Linked DNA regions of Hordeum vulgare: region 2 is linked to region 1. Evidence: chromatin contacts called from public Hi-C data. All regions are on one chromosome and are shown on one strand. Each heading gives the region's core, a stretch centred on a gene start, on an enhancer-like site or on the middle of the called end of the contact. The rest is flanking DNA. Distances are from core to core; before and after follow the strand shown.

Evidence for each region. Hi-C and Micro-C count contacts between places; a contact is called where the count stands out from the background.
Region 2: a contact with region 1 is called in a Hi-C map of leaf, with 4 times the contacts expected there. The contact joins the enhancer-like site here to the promoter of LOC123444723 in region 1. A contact is called at or near these places in 3 of 6 Hi-C or Micro-C datasets (leaf and seedling) and 1 of 1 datasets of contacts at active chromatin or transcription factors (embryo).

The regions. Positions count from the first base shown.
Region 1 is chr3H:530,016,191-530,021,930 of MorexV3_pseudomolecules_assembly, forward strand. It overlaps LOC123444723 (probable LRR receptor-like serine/threonine-protein kinase IRK), which reads right to left and starts at 2,978. Exons shown (of 2, transcript XM_045121542.1): 1 at 1,493-2,978; 2 at 1-977. The coding sequence starts at 2,883.
Region 2 is chr3H:530,221,153-530,226,892 of MorexV3_pseudomolecules_assembly, forward strand. No RefSeq gene overlaps it. Among protein-coding and RNA genes, the nearest start is that of LOC123444724, 66 kb to the right of the region's middle. Within about 2 kb of position 3,394, at least 2 of the 3 cell types and tissues checked have open chromatin away from gene starts, as enhancers often do. A contact at or near this core is called in leaf, where this site is marked.

The DNA of each region.
Region 1 (5,740 bases), core at 1,728-4,227:
GGTTGTAATGGACGACCCCATGCTGGTGGAGGTGCATCAGACCCCTGGCAACACCGATGATAATGTCAAACCTCTCCATCCAGGAAAGCGAGTTCTCTTCCGTGCAGTCATGCAGGTGCTTGTGCAGATTTCCTCCAGGGAGGTAATCGTAGATGAGCAGCTGCAGCGATGAAGTCCAGTAAAAGCCTCTCAGTGTGACGATATTGTGGTGCCGCATCTTGCTAAGCACCTTGACCTGTCGCTCAAAGTCATCTTTAGACTTGACCAAGCTAGACACAGTGAGCTTCTTGATGGCCACGGGCTGTCCATCTCTGAGCACTGTCTTGTAGACTGCACCAAAGCCTCCTCGCCCAAGCTCACAGTCCTTGTTCAACAAGGCATGCCCACCAGTGCTGAACTCGGGGCTGCCTTTACCAAACATGACAAGCTTGCCAGAGCTAGCATCATTCTCCGGGGATTGGCTTAGGTAATCGTCAGACAGTGCAACAGCAGGCTTTGGGTGGGAGGCGGCGGCACGGACACGACGGTTGAGCACAGTTACAGTGATCACTCCGATGGCAATGGCAGCGCCACCCGCGATGGCAATGAGGGTGGAGACGCTCAGTATGATTTTCTTGTGATGCTTGCTGCTAGGGGAGCTTGGTGAGGATTGTGACAAGGGGTTTGATGAGGAATTGGGGTTGAGTACAATCGGCTTCGGCATGACCGCACCGCAGGAATTGTTCTTCCGGGAGCTGCATAGGCCAGAATTGTCTGCTAGGAAGTAGTCAGGGATGTTGTCGAAGAAACGGCTGTTGGGGAGATTTCCTGATAGCAAGTTGTGGGAGACGTCAAAGACGTGCAAGCTGGGCAGATTAGATAGCTCCACTGGTAGGGTCCCATTCAGCTTGTTCTGGGAGAGATCAACAGCCTGAAGGCTGGTGAGGTTCCCCAGGGTGCTTGGAATCGGCCCTGTGATGTCGTTGTGCGACAAATCCCTGCATTACACGAGCATACTGTATCAATTAAAATGACTCCTAATATTCAGTCAGAATCAAGTAACTGGGTTCAGATTTGCTCGATACGTCGGCTTCATTTTTAGGGTATACTCATTAAGTCAGAATCAAGTAACAATAAGTTTAGATCTGTTTGATCAACTTGCAAGATTTTCTATCTGATTACAGTTTGCAAAGTTTGAAACAGACGCCCAGATTCCCACACATGCACATTTGACTTCAGTTTTAAGCGTATCCTAGAAAATGAACCGGGCACTGGATACGAGCAGGACAACATGACAGAGACCCACAATTTGCGGTTTAGGACTCCTAACACAAAACTCAAGAAATCGATGTCCTGTCATTTTCTACAACGTCTCTGGAACCTAGGAAACTGAAAGCAACCGAGGCATGCAGGGAAATACAAAAAACAAATAGACCTAGTCAACTTCACTAACAAGCAATCTGAATGGTGTCAAATTTAGTGCGGTAAAAAAATGAGCGAGAAATTCGCTTACAGTGCAACGAGGGAACTGCAGCTCCCAATCTGTGCCGGGATGCCGCCGGTGAGCGAATTGTTCCCCAGCCTCAGCACCCTGAGCGCCACCGCACCGCCAATCTCCGGTGGCACGCTTCCAGTTAACGTGTTAGCGCTCACGTCGAGCGCCTCCAGCAGCCTCATCGCACCAATGCCAGCAGGCAGCTGCCCCGATATGGAATTCGAGGACAGGTTCAGAAACTGCAACCCCGTGAAGGCAGTAATCTGCTCCGGGATCCCGCCCGAGAAAGCGTTGCTCGACAGGTCCAGCACATGCAACGCCAACGCGGCATCTCCGGGGACCTTGACCCACCCGCCGAGCTTGTTGCCGGCGACCGAGACGCGCTGAAGTGGCAGGCCGAACACCCACCAGGGGAGCTGGCCGGTCAGCGCGTTCCGGCTGAGATCAGCCTCCAGCAGGTTCTTACATTTCGCGATGTCCTCGGGGATGATGCCGGCGAAGCAATTGCCCGACAAGTCAAGCCGCTCCAGCGACCACATCTCCCCGATCCACGCGGGCACCTCGCCGGCGAGCGCATTGCTGCCGGCGCCAAGGAACCGTAGCGCGGTCAGCCTACGGAGAGAATCCGGCAAGCCGCCGGTGAAGAAGTTACGCCCGAGATCCAGCGATTTAAGAAGCGCCGCCTCTCCGACATCAGCCGGTATCTCCCCGGCGAAAAGGTTACGGCTCAAATCGAGCGCCCGCAGCGAGCTGCTCCGGGGGAACCCGCCGGGAACACTCCCCGACAGCGAATTCCCGGAGAGGTCCAGAGAGCGGAGCGAAGGCAGCGACCAGATACCGTCGGGTATGGGGCCAGCGAGGCGGTTGGAGGAGAGGTTGAGGGAGAGGAGCGAGGAGCAGGAGGCGACCGCGGGCGGGATGTAGCCGGAGAGGTCGTTGTGGGCGAGGGAGATGGAGCGGATGTCGTGGCATTGGGCGAAGAGGTCGGCGGGGACGGTGGCGGCGAGGCGGTTGGAGGAGAGGTCGAGGGAGCGGAGGCGGGGGAGGGAGGCGAGGAGGCCGGGGAGCACGGGGCCGGAGAGGTTGTTGCGGGGGAGGGAGAGGGAGAGGAGCGAGTCGAGGCGGAGGAGCGCGCGCGGGAGGCGGCCGGAGAGCGAGGCGGCGGGGAGGGAGAGCGAGGTGACGCGGCCCGCGCGCGCGTCGCAGCCGACGCCCGGCCAGGAGCAGGGGCGGTCGTCGTCCTCGGTCCACCGGGCGAGGCGGCCCAGCGGGTCGGCCACGCCCGTCTTGAAGACCACCAGCGCGAGCACGTCGTCGGTGAGCGCCGTGGTGGTGGTGGCCGTCGCCGCGGCCGCCGCGAGGAGGAGGAGGAACAGGAGCGGCGCGGGCGCGGAGGAGGAGGCGGCCATTGCGGCGGCCGGGGCGGGGAGGGGAGGAGGGGCGTGCGGGTGGTGGGATCACACCGGAGCTCTGTCCATTTGCGCGGAGCAGTTTTTGGTGCGGGCCGTCTGGGGAGGGGAGGGGAGGGGAGGGGGGTGGCGTGGTGCAGCGGGGAGGCTGTGAACTGTCACCTGTGGAGCAGGGGCAGTGGGGAGGACCCCTCCACCCTCCCCCTCCTTGCGGTATTAATGAGCTAGGACGAGTAGTAGAAACTATCAGGAATGGACAAAATGATTCGATTTATTAACTTTTCAGATTTGTTTCTCCTCCCTTTTTTTTTTGCAAATTTTAAAGATATTTTACAGGGAGAAAATGGCGCAATGTGGTCACCCCATTTCATTTACCAGGTGCATCACAGTCATTATTTGCTCAAGGAAAGAAAAACCACCCCTAATAACAGTATTACAGCAGATAAAATCGTCCTGTAGAAACCCAATCTTCTGGATTGATTGTCACCGACGGAAATTTAAGACATTTCCATTCACCCCTAGGTAACGCCAGAATTAATAACGCCATCACCGATATCACTATTATTATGACCCGATTTCACAACTTTGGATTGGGCCTCTGGCCGACGAATGTCTGCCAGATAATATTTTCTTTCTTTTTTTATCTTTGGTATGAACGGGCTACATTTTTACCTGTATAGCAAGGCTGGAGAATTTTTGGGTGACCAGACGAACGAAACCACTCTTCATTCCCTCCCGTGCGTGGGAACGCATTCACCAAAAAAAAAGGTTTATTAAGAGGTCCTGACGCGTGTCTGCGGAGGCTCTGAAGGTTGCTTGTATTGAATGCGGCCCCAACAACCTTCATTTATGTTTCAAAGAAGAAAAGAAAAGAAAAAACCTTCGTTTACACCGGCCGCTTTTGATCCGAATGGCAGCCGGCATTCATTGCGATCTGGAGCAGCGACGGAAAAGCGCAGGCACGAGCAGCACCGCACGGCAACCCAGGCGGTACAGCCACGCTGGCCCCGCCCGGTGAAGGGTGTGCAGTGCAACCTTTCAAATTTTCGGTGGAGTAGAATTCACCCGCCTTGCTTCCGTTTTCGTAGCGGCACGCCAGGGCTCCTCGTTTCAGTCCATTCCACTCCTTCCATCTGGGTTCATGGTCGCCCCGTTAATGGCGTTGCCAGGTTGGGTTGCCATGGCTTGTTTGTTTGATGCCATTGTTTAGTGCAAGGAGTAAGAGCAACTTCAATGGATCGATCGAAACGGATGATGAGCAACTTCAACGGATCGATCGAAACGGACGATGAATTTGTTCGTTTTTTGTCCGTTTGGACCGGTTGCCCGCCCGACATCCGTCATGTTTTAAATTTTGGTCGACAGTACGCCCAACGCGTCGATCCATTTCATGTCCGCAATCAACATATTAAAAAAAGGCCCGTGGCCGATCATGTTTCATGCCAGCGTCGGCATACAATGCCGGTTTTAAAAAATAGTACCACAGCTCATGCTGGCGCGCTCGCGAGCCGGCCGACACGCATGCGAGCACACAAAAAGGATGGGACTTGAATTCGACCATGCCATCGCGGCACCATGGTCATGCCATCACACGTGCCGACATCCAAAAAAGATGGCGCTCGCCGTCATAGTTAACTCCTCGTCGAACTTGAGCATGTCGGCATGCATCTTCTCGAACCACGACCTCTTCCTTGACGACACGGTGTTGAGATCCACCTTCATGATCTCCACCCCGGTCATCATGCTGGCAAGAGCCACTTCTTTGGCCTTGGTCTTGGCGTTGACGACCTCGATCTCTAGCATCTTGGCTTGCTTCTCCGCCTTCATCCCAAGCATCCGTGCTTGTTTCTCCGCCTCCATGTCAAGCCTACTCCTTTGGATCTTCCAAAAGGCGTTTATTTGCTCTTCTCTTTCTTGTCGGCGCTTCTCCTCCCTTGAGTCTTTCTTGGTGATCAGGCCCTTCACGGTTGCGATCAAGGCGATCGATGTTGCATCCCGCTTGTCCTCCTTCTTGGAGTTGGTCTTCCCCCTCGCCCGAGCCTTCTCGCCGTCCCCAACCTCCTACACGGCTTGCTTCCCACCACGCGACTTGAGGTCGGCATATTGCGCCTTGAACTTCTCCTCGTCTTTGATCACCCTAAAGCAATGGGAGAGGTTGAAGCATTTGCCATTGTGTTGGACCTTGAATGCCTCCAAAGCTTGTAATGCCTACAAATGTATTTCATGCAAGCATATTGGCAAAATGATATGGAAACGAACAACCAAAAGCATGTACTTAATGACACAAAAAGAGGGCGGCTTGCTAGCATACCATGTCTTACACGCCGATGCCGTTCACGGGGCGGGCCTTGACGCTCTCAAGAGTGGCACAAAACTTGTTGCACTCTTGTTGGATCACCCTCCAACGCTTCGAAATGGACACCCACCCGCGCGCGCTTGTTATTTGATACGGCGGAAACTTCTTGCGCTCACGGAACTCACGGTGAACACGAATCCCAAAGGTTGAATGCTTTTGTTTGGCGCCCGTCTTGGGGTCTTGCCCAATGTGTCTCCAACACTCGCAAAGAAGCTTGTCCTCGACCTCCGTGTATGCCTTGGTCCGCTTGCTCTTGCGCTTCGGTGCCGTCCCGTCCGCTTGGTTGGCGAGCTCGTCCTTAAACAAAGGCTCCGCTTCAATGTCGCACTCGTCCTCTTCCTCTAGCCCATAGTCCTCCGGAAACTCATGGTCGAGAGGGAAGTCGTCCAGGTCCAGGCCGACCTGATCACGCATGAAGCCGACCTGATCTTCATTGTAGCCTCGGCCATCCTGGCTTTGTGTCTCGTCGGAATCGAAGCCAGCGGCCTGCGCACCACCCTC
Region 2 (5,740 bases), core at 2,144-4,643, 210 kb after region 1:
GTTATCTTTGGTGAGAACCACTCCCCTACGAAGATACCACATGAAGATCTTAACTCTTAGTGGAATCTTCGACTTCCAATTTTCCTTATTATTATTCACTGGGACCCCAGAATGCGTGAGCGCACGATACATAGAATCGACTGTGAAGGACACAGATGTAGTGAGGTTCCAATGAAACACATCTCGCCCTTGTGTTAGGTTAATCGTATCTAATCGGGACAAAAGATGTTTCCATAACACAAGACGAGGACCAATCACATCCCGCCTGAAAGAGATATCCAGTGCAAAAGAACCGAGAACCTGCGCAAGAGTTTCATTCTTATCGCGGACAATCCGGTACAAAGCTGGATATTGTTCTTGGAGACTGGCATTGCCTAGCCAAGTGTCCTCCCAGAAACGAATCTCAGACCCATCTTTAATCGCAAAGGATCCGAAGCAAAAAGATGCTTCTTTGACGCCATTAGACCTGCCCAAAAGTGTGAATCACCAGGTTTTCAGTAGGCCCGAAACACAGCTTTTTGGGATAGGTACTTGTTGCGTAGTAGGGTTTGCCAAACGCCATCCTCAGTAAGAAGTCTGGACAATCATTTACTAAGTAAGGCATCATTCTTGACCTGCAAGTCATGAATGCCAAGACCACCTTGGTCTTTAGGCCTGCAAACCACGCTCCATTTTGCTAGTGCGTATTTTTATTTTCATTGCCTCCTTGCCAAAAGAATCTGGATCTAAAGTAATCCAGCCTTTGCAAGACCCCTCTTGAGAGTTGGAAAAAAGAAAGCATATGAAGCACCATATTTGTGAGAATCGAGTTGATCAAGACCAGTCGTCCTCCAGTAGAGAGAAACTTGCCTTTTCAACTGCTCAATCGTTTCTCTAAGTGTTCCTCTACACGTTTCAATTCTGCGTTAGTGAGACGCCGATAATGAATCAGAATTCCCAAATATTTAATGGGAAATTGGCCTTGCGTACAAACCAACATATTAGCATAATCGGCCGCCGCCTCACTGGCTTCTCCAAAGCAGAACAACTCACTCTTATGGAAGTTAATTTTAAGGCCGGGCATTTGCTCAAACGCCAAAAGCAACAGTTTTGGGTTTCGAGCCTTGTCTAGATCATGTTCCAAAAAAAGAATTGTATTATCGGCATATTGCAAAATGGAGAGGCCACCATCCACGAGGTGTGGCACTACTCCTGCAATCTGGCCATCCTGCTTAGCACGCTCAATCAGAACAGCCAACATATCAGCAACAATGTTAAATAACATTAGGGACATGGGGTCACCCTGACGAAATCCTTTTTTTGTTTGAAAGTGATGGCCTACGTCATCATTTACTTTAACGGCCACACTACCTCCAGTAACACAATTTTGGATCCACTCACGCCATTTATCGGAGAATCCTTTCATTCTTAGGGTGTGTTCAAGGAAGCACCATTTGACCTTATCATAGGCTTTTTCAAAATCAATCTTGAAAACTACTCCACTCATGTTTTTACGATGCATCTCGTGAATGGTCTCATGTAGGATCACTACTCCATCGAGTATATTTCTTCCTTGCATGAAAACAATTTGAGTTGGTCGAATGACATGTTCTGCAACCGTGTTGAGTCGATTAGTGGCCACTTTGGTGAAAATCTTGAAGCTGACATTGAGACATATGGGTCGGAATTGTTGAATCCGCTCTGCCTCCTTAATTTTCGGCAACAACACGATCTCGCCAAAATTAAGCCTAAACATCTCAAGTTGGCTGGCATGAAGACAATTGAACAATTCCACGAGGTCGGTCTTGATAACAAACCGGAAATTTTGATAGAATTCTGCAGGGAAACCATCAGGGCCTGGAGCTTTGTTATGTTCCATTTGGAACACCGCAGCTTTGACCTCCTCCTCCGAGAAAGGTGTCGTGAGGATATTGTTCTCTTCTGCCGAGACTTGTGGAATATCATCTGTTCGGGTCTCATCGAAGATAAGATTCCCTTCTTCTGGTGCCCCGAACCGAGACTATTTAGCGATATAACTTTTAAGCTCGGTTTGACTTTCGATCCGTCCCTCATCTTGTTGGAGAGAGAAAATACACTTCTTTCTATGTCACCAACCAATTGAAAGTATCGTGTATTATCATCTCCCTTCAAAATGAAGTCGGCTTTGGATCGTTGGTAATATTTGATCTCCTCTTCTCCCAAAAGGCTTGCAATCTTCTCATTGGATTGATTTTTTTGTTCAATCTCTTGTTGCGACAAAATGCAAGTCTCAGCGATTTTGTCAAGGTCATCAATGATGGTGGAGAGACGTTGTTTTTCTTTTTTGTATAAACCATTGGTGTGCTTTGTCCATCCAGAGAGCCTACTGTCGTGTGGCCTTTATTTTCAAGTTCCATCTCTCAAGAAATTTCAACACTCAGAAGCCTCTGCCACGAGAGGGTCAAGCACCTTGTCCCCGTCACAAGACAGTAAAACTAAACATCTATTTCCTCTGTCCTAAAATAAGTAACGCAAATTTAGTATCAAGTTAGTATAAAATTTGTACTAAAGCAGCTACACTTATTTTAGGACGGAGGGAGTAGTAAAATGTCACTACTAGTACGTACGAGCGTCAGCCTAGCATCTTTCCAATTCATACTGCGGAATTAGTGTTAGGTAGTGCATTTGACTATTGTGAAGATGATTTCAAACAGCCTGAATAGGCAGTGAACTACAAGCCAAATGACAATGAGCATGTAGAATAATAACTGAACTAACAACTGTACATTCTATTGTTTAGTGAAGAAAGAACATGCTGGACACAAGAACACTACCTGCTACGTATAATACAGACAGGACCATCCCCTTTATCTCAGATTCTCTAAAATATTCCACAGCTAGTACGTACCTTCCAATGGTCGGTAAAATCATGCAGCAGTAGTGAAAAATGTCAGACAAAGAAAAACGAAATTCCTGGCAAACCGAGATGCATGTAGATCGTCCTGGAGCAATCGATGGTCAAAGAATTATCGTTGCACAAAGACCATGGCAGGTGATATTTACAGACGCACAAACATGATGAAAGGAGAACACGCCTGTCTTCTTGTTTACGCAAAGAGGAACAACACACTTGCTAGATAACACTGGCAATGCACAAACCTATTTCATGCCAACAAATACTCCCTCCGTTCGAAATTATTTATCGCAAAAATAATAAAAATGAATGTGTTTAGAGTTAAAATACATCTAGATACATCCATTTCTCAAACAAGTATTTCCAGACGAAAGGAGTGCCCATTTATTTTCTTTTCGAAACTGCCGGGAACAGATCTTGACTCGCATGAAATTAGCAAAAAGCCCAGCGGCAAGACGATAGCCGATAGGGGCCGGAAGGAATCATGCAAAGGGGAAACAGACATAAAGGAAAAAGGGGAAAGGAATGTGTGGACCTGTCCTGACCAACACAGTAGGAGGGCCAGCATTGTTTCACCTCACCTCACGTATCATCATACAGGCTCTCAAAGGCTTTATCGAGCACATGGGGATCGATCGGGGAACACATCCGCAACGCAGAATCATAAAAGTAATAACCTGAAAGAAAAAAAACAGTAGTGAATTCCACGCCGTGATGATGTGCTCCATAGGGTCAAAGTCCAACCACTGATGAGAGATCTGATACTGCGCTTGTACGTAGCTAAGCATAGGAGTTTAGGCTAATTGCTGCGATCAGACAGTTTAGCGAGGAACAGACCTGTCAGTATCAATAAGAAAACTCAATGCAACTATGCAAGACACAGAAAGTGTACTTGTGATGCCTCAAGGAGAGGATCATGAACCTTGCCATCTGGAGTTTAGAAGCTCATCAAAGATGAAGATTGTTTCGCAAAACTTGAACTGCTTTGGCACAAAGCAACTACTCTGTTCCTGAAAAAAATCACTCTGGAGTCTGGAGTATTAACCAGTTGTGATTAAGAAACATCTTTAACTGTATCTGTTTGAGGCAAGGTTAATAGTGTCGTGTACTATCACAGAGACCATATGATAACAGGAGCATATAGAAACTTCCAAGATACTGTATCATTTCACACTGCCAAGCCCCTACTGTGTCCCCTGATGGCAGGATCTCTGTGCAGAGTATTACCGCAACTTTATCACCCCAATCTATATCCCGACCACCATTGTTGTTATTCAGATGTCGCAGAAAAAACATTTACTTACATTAAGTCCTGAGCTGGTCTCTTTCTTTTTGTCTTGTGATCTGGGTTCTGAATACCACTTCATCATCCCTGTAGCAATCAGATCTCCCATTTGCAACAGGTCCACACAGCCTCACCAGAAGCACAGCGAAAACATAGTCAGCATGTATTGGCTTGGCTCTGCACCGTGATCTGCTGAAATGTTGTTTCCAGTCTGAAAATTGTTGCTCAACGTGTAGGACATAGTATATTTATTGCTCAATGGTACCTTCACTTGGCAATGGACATTACAGAATCATTGGCAATAGCTGACGTGGTTTTAGTTCAAATTCAACTTAAAACCACGTCAGTTATTTCCGAATGGAGGTAATATTTTTGAGTGCAAAAGGGGAACAAGAATATTTCCCATGCTCGATATTCATCTCTCATCCAATATGCATTTTCTTTAACCGGGCATAACCCCCTTCCATTAACTGAATAACGGAAATACAACACTTCAGAAGCAGAATAAGGTGGAGACGGGAGAACGGAGAGCGAGTTCAACACATCACCGAAGAGAGTTCAACGCATCACCAGGAAACCCACTGCAGGTGCTCGTCATAGAAACACCCGCTGCAGGACGAAAACTCGACAACACCATCATCTATCCTACCAACAGTTTAGACACTCGCACAGGAGCAAAAGTGTGTATCACCCACGCAGGAGCAGACCAATCAGTACCAACTAAACAACCACCAAAAGAAGACAGGCTAAAAACGATGCATCGAGCAACCCAGAAGCTCAGGTAGCATCACCCTGCACAGCCGCACAGCTCCTCGTCATGTTCTTCGCGTTGTTCCTCAGCATTACGGCACCTCTCTTCAGATCTTCCCCATCACCATGCTTCAGCATTCCTGCCCGATATGCAAATTGCAGATAACGCTAGCAGTTTGTGGTGTCAATTCAGAATCATAAGAATGTATATCCTTGTAAGAAACATAGTTGATTTATAGATGTGAAACCATCCTTTGCTTCAGACATTTTTTTTTTTTTTGAAATGTTAGTTATCCTGCATTCATTAAGAAGAAAAGATTTGTTCAATTAATTTAGAAAAATCGAGCGAAAACCAAGTTGTCCAATTCATTTATTAAGAACCGGGCGAAAACTATCACAACCGCTGGACGACACGTAGAAAAAATCTCGCTCACACCATTCCAAAAAGGATCTTGTCAAGACAGCACGCAGGCGTCATCGCTCCTCCCCTAGAGGTGTCACCGCCATCCCTAAACTCTGAGCAACGACTCTAACTTCATCATAGGCGATCGTCAATTCAACTCACACTCAAGGGGTCATGCGAAAAGGCATGAAGGCCCACGCCAAATCCAGCCACCAGTGACCAGACAGAGTAAACAACAGTAGTATCTCCCGAGCCGCTCCGGAGGCCCCCTCACCCCTGAACCCTAGTCTACACCCAAGCCGCGATCTCTTGCTGCCGCTGCTGTCGGCGACTGCGGCGGCAGCCGTCCCATCCACTCGACGGTGGGCACAAGGTGCTCTCGGCGGTGCTTCATGGAAGGAGGTGGAGCGCAGGTGTAGGTCAAGGGCGG